Regions from separate parts of the Mus musculus genome. Here region 1 is linked to region 2. The links are chromatin contacts, called in public HiChIP or PLAC-seq maps. All regions are on one chromosome and are shown on one strand. The core of a region is the stretch at or near the end of the contact, and the rest is flanking DNA. Distances in the headings are between cores, read along the strand shown. Region 1 overlaps Cdkl3 (cyclin-dependent kinase-like 3). Region 2 has its middle 37 kb from the start of Sar1b.

The links. HiChIP or PLAC-seq counts read pairs in DNA pulled down with a chosen protein or histone mark.
Region 1: an H3K4me3 HiChIP or PLAC-seq map of bone marrow-derived macrophages shows a contact between it and region 2, with 4 times the contacts expected there. The contact joins two enhancer-like sites. A contact is called at or near these places in 2 of 484 Hi-C or Micro-C datasets (the N1E-115 cell line and bone marrow-derived macrophages) and 3 of 115 datasets of contacts at active chromatin or transcription factors (bone marrow-derived macrophages, pancreatic cancer cells and regulatory T cells).

Annotation. Positions count from the first base shown.
Region 1 is chr11:52,064,572-52,067,271 of GRCm38.p6, forward strand. All of the region lies in intron 13 of Cdkl3 (cyclin-dependent kinase-like 3), which reads left to right. Among named protein-coding and RNA genes, the nearest start is that of Ppp2ca, 33 kb to the right of the region's middle. Within about 2 kb of position 1,445, at least 83 of the 459 cell types and tissues checked have an H3K27ac peak or open chromatin away from gene starts, as enhancers often do. A contact at or near this core is called in bone marrow-derived macrophages and regulatory T cells, where this site is marked.
Region 2 is chr11:51,799,620-51,802,319 of GRCm38.p6, forward strand. No RefSeq gene overlaps it. Among named protein-coding and RNA genes, the nearest start is that of Sar1b, 37 kb to the left of the region's middle. Within about 2 kb of position 1,307, at least 76 of the 459 cell types and tissues checked have an H3K27ac peak or open chromatin away from gene starts, as enhancers often do. A contact at or near this core is called in bone marrow-derived macrophages and regulatory T cells, where this site is marked.

The DNA of each region.
Region 1 (2,700 bases), core at 195-2,694, 270 kb after region 2:
AGAGGGCATCAGGTCCCCTGGAACTGGAGTGAACAGCCATGTGGGTGCTGGGTCCTCTGGACAAGCAGTCGGTGCTCTAACTGCTGAGTGACCTCTCCTGCCCTTTACAGGTTATTTTCATAGTGAAGCACCCATCTACCAGAACAGGTTATGTCTGGACTCTGAAGCATCGGCTGCTTTTCCCTCCTTTTCTTTTGATTTTAAACACATTCGTGGAGTTTTAACTACCCCAAAGCTTTTCTAAAGCTTGTGCTAATATCACATACACTTCTAAAATTCAATGCTGCTGTGTAATACTTGGGTGTCAGGAGCCATGTGGCTAGCACAGCTCTGCTGCTTTCTGCATGTGTTGGAGCATCAGAGGGACTGTGAATTATACTGAGAAGGGAGCAGAGCCAAGCAGGTTGGTGCATACCATTAATCCCAGCACTTGGTAGGCAGAGGTAGGCAGATCTCTATAAGTTAGAGGCCAGCTTGGTTTACAGAATGAGTTCCAGGACAGCCAGGGCTACATAGTGAAACCATGGTTTCAAAAAAACAAAACAACCAAAAAAAAAAAAAAAAAAAAACACCAACAAACAACAACCAAAACAAAAATCCCAAAATCTTGTAATTTCTTTCTTTCTTTCTTTCTTTCTTTCTTTCTTTCTTTCTTTCTTTCTTTCTTTTTTTTTTTTTTGGTTTTTTGAGACAGGGTTTCTCTGTGTAGCCCTGGCTGTCCTGGAACTTACTTTGTAGACCAGGCTGGCCTCGAACTCAGAAATCCACCTGCCTCTGCCTCCCAAGTGCTGGGATTAAAGGTGTGCGCCACCACTGCCCGGCTTTGTAATTTCTAAGTTTTCTAATTTTTCTTTGTCACCTTTTGAGTAGTGACTGTCTCTACTGTTCTCTACACCTTAATGTCTGCCCTACTTTTATTATTTTTTTCTACTCTGTTTTAATATCCTCTCCCCTACCACATGCAAAGTCTTACTTTTATAGCCTAGACTGGCTTTTAATTCAGTGTGTAGCCCAGGTTGTTGTAGTAAATTTCCAACCCCAATAAGCCCATGCAAAAACCACACAACTCAGTTATTATATGTATAACCTGTAGGCCTAGGTTGGGCAAATCTACTATTACACTAATCTGTTTGCAGCTATGAGATCCCTTGTTATTTGTAGCTTCTCTAGGCCATGTGGTTCTGCTCCATCTTTCTTCTGTTTCTTTTCCCTTCCTCTCTTCTCTAAAACCTCCAGCCCCACCTTTCCCTTCTACTGCCCAGTCACAGGCTCTAGCCTTTATTTGACCAGTTAGACTGGGGAGATGCTTATGTGGGGTCACCTCAGTAATCCACTCCTCCAGGGAGCCCCTCTTGAAGAAGCAGAATTAACATCAGAATACAAACGGCACCAGAGCAACCCACACCACCAGGCTAGCCTCAAGCTGCCGAGCCTAACTGCGGAAATCAAAGGTACACAGAGCCTCACTTAACCGCTTCTGCTTATTTCTACCGTAGTTCACTGAATAACAGCTCATGTGCATTTCTGTTAATAAGAAGCATGTTGATGCCACAAATTTGCCTCTAGGAACAACTTTAGCTTTATCAGACAAGGTTTAATACATATCCTTTTCATTATTGGTGAGAGTATATTGTAGTTTCTACTCCAGTGACTTCTCTGCACTGTGTGTTATTTGTAGATGCACATTTCTTAACTTATAGCCACACGGGAGCATTTGAAGTTGATAGTGTAATTAGAGGATGGTCAGAGACTCTGCTCAGTAGTATTTTGCTCCTTTAAAATGTATTTAATTTGGTTTAAATAGCAGCATACAGTAAGTGTTTGAACTTGAAAAACACATGCATTCTGTAGTTGCTGTGTGCAGTATCCATTAGGTCAAGAGTGGACTTGCCTCCTTCTGGTCTGCATATCATTTTTTGACCATTTGACATGTGCATAGTCTAACAGTTTTGAGGGGTAATTGTTAAAAATTTCCAAGTATGATTTGTAGTGAGAGCTCTGGAGTTTTGGTCTCTTTAAACACAGTACTATAAGAATCTGCTTTCATTCTAATCACAGGTGTAGGGATGTAGGGCTGCTTTAGACTGTCCACAGCAGCTGACTAGGAGTTGCCTCATGCGCTAGCAGATAGTCAGCTGTAGGTTGTTTCTGCGATTGTGTGACATAAGGAATTCTGGGAACTTTTCAGAGGCTACATAAATGCTAGGGCCCCCAAGGCAGTATTGGAGGTTGTTGGTCATTCAGATTGCAGTTTGTTAGTAGTCAAAGAAGAAACAAGAAGAACTAGATTCAGGAGTCAATCTCCCCCTCCCCCCTCCCCCTCCCCCTCCCTCTCTCCCTCTCCCTCCTCCCCCTCCCTCTCTCCCTCTCCCCTCCCCTCCCCTCTCCCTCTCTCCTGTATTCTTTCTCTTCTATCTAGTGATAAGGATGAAACCAGGGGAATAGAGTGGAAAAAGAAGAACCCATGAAGTAGCTAAATCCAGATATAATAATTGTGGATTTGTCTGTTTAATTTTTTCACATTTTTAAGTTTTAATGTTGTGTCTATATAAATAGAGGCCCAAGACAGCTTTTCGGCGTTGTTCGTCTCCTTCCCCAATGTGGCTCCTGGGGCTTGAACTAAGGTCACTAGGCTCAGGCTTTATCCACTGGTCCATCCTGCTGTCCGGTTCTTTTAAAGCATCGTCGAGGCATTTCATA
Region 2 (2,700 bases), core at 57-2,556:
AAAGGGATTGGTACTGTTTACAGTTTTTGTTTTACGGTGCTGGGGATCGAACCTAGGACCTTTTGCATGCTGGGTAAGTGCTCTACTACTGAGCATAGCCTCAGCTTGTTTACTGCTTTCCTGTGGTGGGGGGAGGGAGGAGGGAAGGACTACACACCAGAGCACACACACAGAAGTCAACAGCTGGGATGCTGGGCCTCACTGTTCATCCCTATGAGGCAGGGTTTCTTATTCACCACTGTGTACACCGGGCTAGCTGGCCCTCCAGCTCTCAGCGATTCTCCCACCTGTGCAGGAATCCTGACTTTACAGAAGTGTGCTGTTACTGTGTCTGGTCTTAGGAGATTCCCCTCAGCTCCCCGTGCTCGCATGCCAAGTGTTTTACCCACTGAGCTCTAGTGACTGCTTTCATGAGCTAAAGAAAGTTTAATAAAGCTGATCTGTGGTGGCGCACGCCTTTTATCCCGGCACTCAGGAGGCAGAGGCAGGTAGATCTCTGCTTTCAAGGCCAGCCTGGTCTACAGAGTGGGTTTCAGGACAGCCAGGGAGGGCTACACAGAGAAACCCTGTCTCAATAAACCAAAATTTGGGGGGTGGGGGGAGAAAGAGAGAGAAAGAGAGAGGGGGGAGGGAGGAAGGAAGGAAGGAAGGAAGGAAGGAAGGAAGGAAGGAAGGAAGGAAAGAAGGAAGGAAGGAAGGAAGGAAGGAAGGAAGGAAGGAAGGAAGGAAGGAAGGAAGGAAGGAAGGAAAGAAGGAAAGAAGGAAAGAAGGAAGGGAGGGGCTAGAGAGATGGCTCAGTGGTTAAGAGCACTGATTGCTCTTCCAGAGTTCAGTTCCCAGCAACCACATGGTGGCTCACAACCATCTGTAATGAAATCTGATGCCCTCTTCTGGTGTGTCTGAATACAGCAACAGTGTACTCATATATATAAAATAAATAATTCTTAAAAAAAAAAAAAAAGAAAGAAAGGAGTCAGGCATGGTGGCACAGCCTTTAATCCCAGCACTCGGGAGGCAGAGGCAGATGGATTTCTGAGTTTGAGGCCAGCCTGGTCTACAAAGTGAGTTCCAGGACAGCCAGGGCTATACAGAGGAACCCTGTCTCGAAAAACCAAAAAAAAAAAAAAAAAAAAAAAAAAAAAAGGAAGGAGAGAGAGAGAGAGAAACATTTAATATGAAATTCAGTGGGATTGTAGCTCCATTTCCTCTGGCACATCACAGAAAGCTAAGAGGATGCTAATATGGCCAAGTACTGACATCACCTTTTTGGTCTCATCTAGGTCTTGGGTTTCTTTGCACCCAACCAGGCCTTAAGTTTGAGCTGGTTTCTGGTTTCACTTTCTGATTAGGAAGCCAGACCCGGTTGGCTGCAGGCTAGAGAAAAGCACTTTGACTTCCCTCCTGTCTAGGGTCTTCAGTGTGGAGAGGGGCACAGGGACCCTCAGTAAGCCAGTGTAACGGGCACTCTCCTGCAGATAAAAGCCCTGACACTCCCTCAGCTCAATGGCTTCTGAAGGAAGCCTGCTGGGGCTGCTTTCCTTCCCGACTGTCTGGCAGCAGATGGCAGGGCATGAAGTTATTTAGAGAACACTCTTAGAGTTTCTCTCCACCCCAGCTTCTATTTGAGGACAAGTCGAGAATCGACACGCCCCTCGGATCATCTGCCAGTCAGGTGGCCATGAAATTCCTCTTGGATTAGCTGGCCCTCACCTCAGTCCTGATTACCTGGGGCCTGGGCAGCCTGCTATGTAATCATCTTTTTGTATTGCTCTGGGCAAAACCAGGACCGGACACCTACTCACTGTTGATCTGTGGGCCGGTGGTGGGTGGTGGCCCGTGAGAGGAAGCCCCAGGGACCCAAAAGGAGCTTTACCTGCTCCCGACACCAGGCCCCTGTCATGTAGTCACAGCCTCCCATAGAGAGAGTTGTGGCCATCAGTCATGTAGGGGGAGCGCCCCCAAGATCTTCCACATGTAGATGAGGCATCCCTAACATTTCAGACCCAGCAAATAGGAAGCGCCTGCTGTCAGACCCCTCCACCCCAAAACTCTATGTAAGATCCTATCCGGAAGGAACAAAGGTGTGTGTGAGAATGACTTCATCGCCTGAAAGCATCTGTCACGTAAGAGCTGTAACACTTCCTAGGAAGAGAATGCGCTCTCAAAGCTCTCCTGCACCTTGCTCCTAGCTCAGCTCAGCACAGCACAGCACAGTGGCACAGCATCTCAGAGCCACAGTGGCGGTGGTTACAACCATTCTGTAATGGGCTCTGATGCCCTCTTCTGGTGTGTCTGAAGACAGTGGCAGTGTATTTTAAATAAATAAATAAAATTTTAAAGTTAAAAAAAAAAAACAAAATAAAGCAAAAACCTTGAAGATAAACCAGGCTTGCTGGTGGACACTTAAAATCCCTGAGCCTGGGAGATGGAGGCAGGAGGATCAGGGGTTTTTAAGTCTGGCTTAGATAGTTTCAGGCCAGTCTGGGATACATGAGACAGGCAGACACTTGACACACATGATGCAAGGCCAAACAAGAAGATTCCCTAACATGATGAAGATTTCCAGAAAGGGCTGCAGAGCTGAATCCTGCGGAGCATAAGATGGGTAAGTGCAACGTGGGGAAGATGGGACATTCCAGGCAGACCAGCAGAGACAGGAGGACACACTGCAGTCTGGGGGCTGGCAGAGCCTAGTACATG